Regions from separate parts of the Sus scrofa genome. Here region 1 is linked to region 2. Evidence: chromatin contacts called from public HiChIP or PLAC-seq data. All regions are on one chromosome and are shown on one strand. The core of a region is the stretch at or near the end of the contact, and the rest is flanking DNA. Distances in the headings are between cores, read along the strand shown. Region 1 holds the start of SON (protein SON). Region 2 holds the start of SYNJ1 (synaptojanin-1).

Region 1 (2,700 bases), core at 58-2,557, 830 kb before region 2:
AAATCGTTTATCATCCTAAAAATAACCACATTAATAAAATATTTAAAAGCAATTAAATGAGCGGATATATGTCCCACTTAAACAACAATATATCCCGCAAAAAAAAAAAAAAAATATTCTAGCACTACAACGTATCAGTGCCCCAATAACCCTGTTAACTGAGCGCTATTTACAATTTCGTCTTCGACTGATTCTAAAATCCACTTACGTCTGGCTCTTGCTCTTAACTTTAAAATCAACTATAAATACATATGAACTCGGAACAAATATGTATGTTACACAAAGCATAAATACAACCACTGAATAACAGAACCCAGGCGATTTTCCTGTGTAAACAACTCTTTCTTCAGAAATCTTGTTCAAATTTTGTAGAACCAAGGGTAAACTACGTAGCAATGACAAAAGGAGCTTGTTGGTCAAATAGGTCAACTAGGGCAGGGGTAGCAAAAAAATTTAGACCTACTCACAAAGTCCACTTTGCGCTTGCTAAATTAAAAAATTACTAGTAATTCAAAATCCTCTTTCTTCGTCACCCCGAACCCTCTGTCAAAGTAACTAACATTAATTTGAGCTATTTTAATTCAAATTTCTAACCTATTAGAATATTAGAATGATGCCTGGTGGAAACCACAGGACTCTAGGACACAAATAATCTAATTAAAGGATCCCGACCCCCAAATGGTCTGAAGCTTGCAAAAATAAAGCGGATTTAAGATTACCCAAGAAACGGCCGTTAGAGACCCTTTCCGGTCAAAGACACCGGCCGGCGAAATCCGCGGAGGCGGAGAGGGGGAGGGGAGGCGCGGCGGCGGCGGAGGAGGAGCTGAGGAAGGAACTAGGCCCGTCCCTGGTGGACAACTAGGCCTGCACTAGCTAAACAGTAGGAAATGACCAAACGGGAGAGAAGAGTGAGCATCTTAACTCGGTTCTAGGAGAAGGAGCCTGGGATTACCTCGCAAAGGCCCAAGTTACTCGCTGGGAAGGGAGGGAGCGGATGGGGGGGGGGGCGGAAAATGGATCCCAGGCCCAGGCGGGGCTGTAGCGGGGCCTGAGACGAGCAACGACAGCGTCTCCGAAGAAAGGTGCCATGGAAGGCTACGTGGGGCCCCATAGGTCCCTTGGGAGCAAAAGAGTCTGGGAAGCGTTTACCTTGAAAGTTCCTGTTGAATTTCCCGGAATTTACTGACCACGAAAGACCTAAAAATCTGCTCGATGTTGGTCGCCATGGCGTCCGCTCCGTTCTCTCAACTCCTCCTCGCTAGTCCTCCAGGCTCCCAGCATGCCTCGGGAGGAGGCGCAGCGGCCAATTCCGTCTCTCGGCGTCCTGATTGGTTTCTGCGGGAGCGCCCGGACTGGCACGCTCCGCCCCTAAACCAATCAGTGGCCACGGCCACTCTCTCCTCTGCTGTTTCTGAGCGTCTGGGGTAGAGCTGCTGACGTTTGCGCCGCGCACGGCTATGTCCGCCATGTTAGTGACTGACGCAGGCGCCATTACAGGAGAAGTCTCTGTGGAGGCGACTCTGTCAGCTAAAGTTCTCAGGGTCCAATAGTGTTTGGGGGCTTAAGAGGCTTATTTTAGTCACTAAACGCCCAGTGTTAAATTCCCTAAGGAAAGAGTGCAAGGGGGGCAATATGGTGTTTTGACCGGGGCTTCCAACATTCCTGGATGGCACCGAGTTTCGGCAAGACGAGCCATTCCGGGAGACCATTAATCAGCGTCTGCCTCCATATGAAGAACACGTTTTTACCCCCATCTCTCTTCTGTGGTATCCTATAATGGGCCTCATCTTTTTAAATTTTAGCATTAGGGCAGAGGTCGTGAGCGACCTGCATTCAAACCCGGGCTCGTCAGGAGCCAGGCGTGTCACGAGACTTTTCCAAGGTAGCTGACTCGTGAGCAACACACAATTAACTGAGCATGGCTTTAGCATCACGGCGCCCCCCTCCTCAGAGCTCAGGAGGCACTGGGCGGAACAGAGACGATACGTGGCACCCGACACTACAGGGTTACCCTGTAAACGTGCTGGGGCTTGGTAGCCCGGCTCTGGAGCGGGATCAGGCCGCGCCCGAGAGCGGGAGGGGACCACTCTCGATTACCTCGAGGCAGGGACCACTGGCCGCGCGGGCCAATGGGGAAGCGAAGCCCGCCGGGGGCGGGGCGGGGGCGTGACCGCCGGATCCCCCTCGGCCGACTTCCGGCGCGCGGCGAGCCCCTGGTGCCATCCCCGAGGACGGCTGGGTGTCTGCGGGTAAGTTTCGCCACTTTTTGGTAATGTACACTTTTGCTTTGGTTGGGGAATTTAGTATTAGGAACGGTATGAAACTGTAGGAACTGGTTTGGTTCTCGGAATTTTCATCTAGGTTTTAAATGCTGTGAGTGAAGGTTGACCATGTGCCATTCACTTTCAGCTGAGGTTTACATTGGATCTGTCACTTTCCCTGCTTTCTAAGATGTCAGGGCCTTTTTTTTGTCTTTGTGCGTTTTTTTAGGTCAGGCACTTAAATTGCATATTTTCTCGTCGTGCACCCTTTTTGTCTTTAGCAGATTATTTAATCCAATTTTGTAGTTGATTTTTACTTTATTTTATTCACCAGGTACTTGGAAGTGGCTTTTCCTGGCTCTCTGATTCTCGTTATGGTACCCATTTAGATAACTGAGGCCCAGGAAGGTATCCCAGCTAATTCGTTTTTAACTCAAAC
Region 2 (2,700 bases), core at 151-2,650:
TTGTTGTTGTTGTTGTTGTTTTGGTGCTTACCTGTCTGGCATTCCTTGTGGAAGTATTATACCTGAAAAGGCAATAAGAAAAATTCCATTCTCGCCCACTCCCATTTTGTTTTCTCTGTCCAATGTCATCTTCAATTGGAATGGATTCTTCTGAAGGGGGCACGTGAGGGGCAGAAGTAACCATAGACCAGTAGAGTAACTTCATTAATTCCGAGGCTGCTGTCAGTAACCACCAGTTGAGCAAAACAGTTTTTCTAAGGAGTAGTACTGAATAAGAGAAATCCTCTCCACTTCTCAGAACTAAAGCTAAGTGTCTGCCATCACCTTCTAGAAAAGTCGTGGCTTCATTTTTAATGAATGACAGCTACTTTAGTATCCCGAAACCAGAGTGGGTTCTAGCTTCTCTAAAGTGAAATGTGAAGCCATGTGACAGGGCCCAGAGGGGGAAATGATCTTGTGCAATATACTAAATTTAAATTCTGCTTTTGCTGTTGGTAAAGCAAGAAGGGGAAGACATAAAGAAAAAGCAAAGGCAAGTGGAAACAGTTTCCCAGGGGGCTGAGTTCTTCGGGTTTTTCAATTCCTTTTTGCCCTGTTGGTTTTGATCATTTTTAGATTTATTAAGTGGAAACGGAATAAGAAGTCCGTAGAAAAAAACGATATAAGCCACGATGCATGATTTGTTGAAAAATGAAGATAGGAGGAAAGGGGAAGATTCTTTAGTTATGAAATTACACTGTTAGCAAAATATTCGCTATTCAGTGACAACCATAGCTGCCTTGGCCTCAGTCCAGCCAGCCATGTTTGAGTATTGAGATCCTAGCTAGCGATTTCCTATTCTCTCCACTGTACATACAGTTGAGGACTCTTTTTTATAGTACTCTTGAGAGCTCCAGAACACAGCAAATGAAAAGGCAACGAGCAAGGTTGTTCCAAAACGGAATTAGTTTTTCTTCCTGCTTCCTACCGAGACGCTCAGAATAAGAACCCGGCGCTGTTCGCAGGGAGACACCATGGACAGCTCTTCAGGCTTTGCCCTCTTAGCCTGCTGCGCTGACTGTCCCGAGGCCTCCCCCGAGTCTACGCCGATGGGGGCCGCAGGGGGTGGTCGGGACACCCATCTTGGGCACGTATCAATATCCAGCTCCCAAAGCTTTTCCCCAGAGTCCCTCCTTGGAGCCTACAGGGAGGGCTGGTAAGCTCTGAAAAGCCCACGCAAGGGGGTCAAGAAGGACGCATCTTCCCTCTCCCCGTCGCATCACCAGCGGTGGGACCTGCAGCCGCAGCCTGGGGTACACGCCGCCCGCGGCGAAGGTTGGTGCCCTTGGAGGCGGTGGCCACCCACCACTACCTGGCCCGCCGGGCGGCCCCCGAGTGGGCGTGGCCCCCGGACGCCCCCGCCCCTTTCCTGCGAGGGGCGGGCCTTCCGCCCCGGGCCCCGGCGCAATGCGGAAGAGATGGACCTGCTGGAACGGAAGTGACGCTTCCGGCGACTGTGGCTGCGGCTGCGGAAGACGGAGGAGGAGGAGCCGGAGGAAGAGGTGAGCCGGCTGGCGGAGGGCGGGGAGCGGCTGCGGCCGGACCCACCGGCTGCGGGGCTCGCGGGCCGGCGCTTCCTGGAGCAATCTCCGCCTCCGCAGCCTGGGCGGGAGCGGTGAGAGGCGACCGCCGGCTGCCGGGTATGGGAGGGCTGGCAGGGTGGTTGGGAGCCCACTGGTTGTGAGGGCGCCGCGTCGGGCGGGGGGCTGAGGTGACAGCGGCTGTCAGCCTGCCCGCAGGAAAGGCACCGATTAGTATGGGCGCCGGGTCATCTTTTCTGGCGTATAATGGAGGGAACGGACTGCTCGTCGTTTCCGTCCCCCTGGGAAGGAGCCGCTTTCCTGACGGTCGATTGCCCGGGACCCCCGAGGAGCCCCGGTCGGGTCCGTGTCCCGAGTCGTGACTCTTCCCGGGTGGCCATTCATATTTACCGGCTGCCGCCTGCGGACCGGTCAGCCCGCGGTGCCCTGGGGCTGGGCGGGAGGCGGCGGTAACCTGTGTCGCTTTCCTTGCCCTTCACCGCCGCCCCCGGGAGAGCTTGTTCAGTCGGGTAATCCTTTCCCATTTCTCGCCCCCTAAGGAGCTTTGAATCCGCCTTGGTAACCTTCCCACCTACGTCTCGTTTTCCCCCTTTCGGCCTGAAGTTTCCGAACCGTTTCCCTTTTAACGTAGTGACAAATCCTGAAGCAGGAAGCTGATAAACAATTCCGAGCGAAATACGCTCAATTTTTTTCCTTTTGGTAAACATAAACTAAAGGGGAAACTCCTCTTAACCAAGCCGTTCATGGGCTTGGAGTGATAAAACCCCGACTTGCCTTGCGCTGAGAATTGGTGCCGTTTCGTCTTGCTTTTCTGTAAAATTAAGTGACGACTTATCTTTTGGAATAAACCATTCTCTCCCCGAGCTCCCTTTTTTTTCCACCCCACCCCCCATCAAAACCTGGCAGGGAGGGACTTCTGGATGCCTTGCAGTCCTTGCTGCAGAAAGAAACATTAGCTTCATTTGCTTTGCTTTTGCTTGGTTTTCACAGGGCTGCCTCTGAAGAAAGGAGAATGGCGTTCAGCAAAGGATTTCGGATCTATCACAAATTGGATCCCCCACCTTTCAGCCTCATAGTGGAAACTAGGCATAAGGAAGAATGTCTCATGTTCGAGTCTGGG

The links. HiChIP or PLAC-seq counts read pairs in DNA pulled down with a chosen protein or histone mark.
Region 1: a contact with region 2 is called in an H3K27ac HiChIP or PLAC-seq map of alveolar macrophages. The contact joins the promoter of SON here to the promoter of SYNJ1 in region 2. A contact is called at or near these places in 1 of 5 promoter capture datasets (fetal liver) and 2 of 2 datasets of contacts at active chromatin or transcription factors (alveolar macrophages and skeletal muscle).

The regions. Positions count from the first base shown.
Region 1 is chr13:197,160,682-197,163,381 of Sscrofa11.1, reverse strand. SON (protein SON) reads right to left here and starts at 1,307. Exons shown (of 12, transcript XM_005657147.3): 1 at 1,150-1,307. The coding sequence starts at 1,226.
Region 2 is chr13:196,329,212-196,331,911 of Sscrofa11.1, reverse strand. SYNJ1 (synaptojanin-1) reads left to right here and starts at 1,400. Exons shown (of 32, transcript XM_013982569.2): 1 at 1,400-1,541; 2 at 2,571-2,700. The coding sequence starts at 1,447.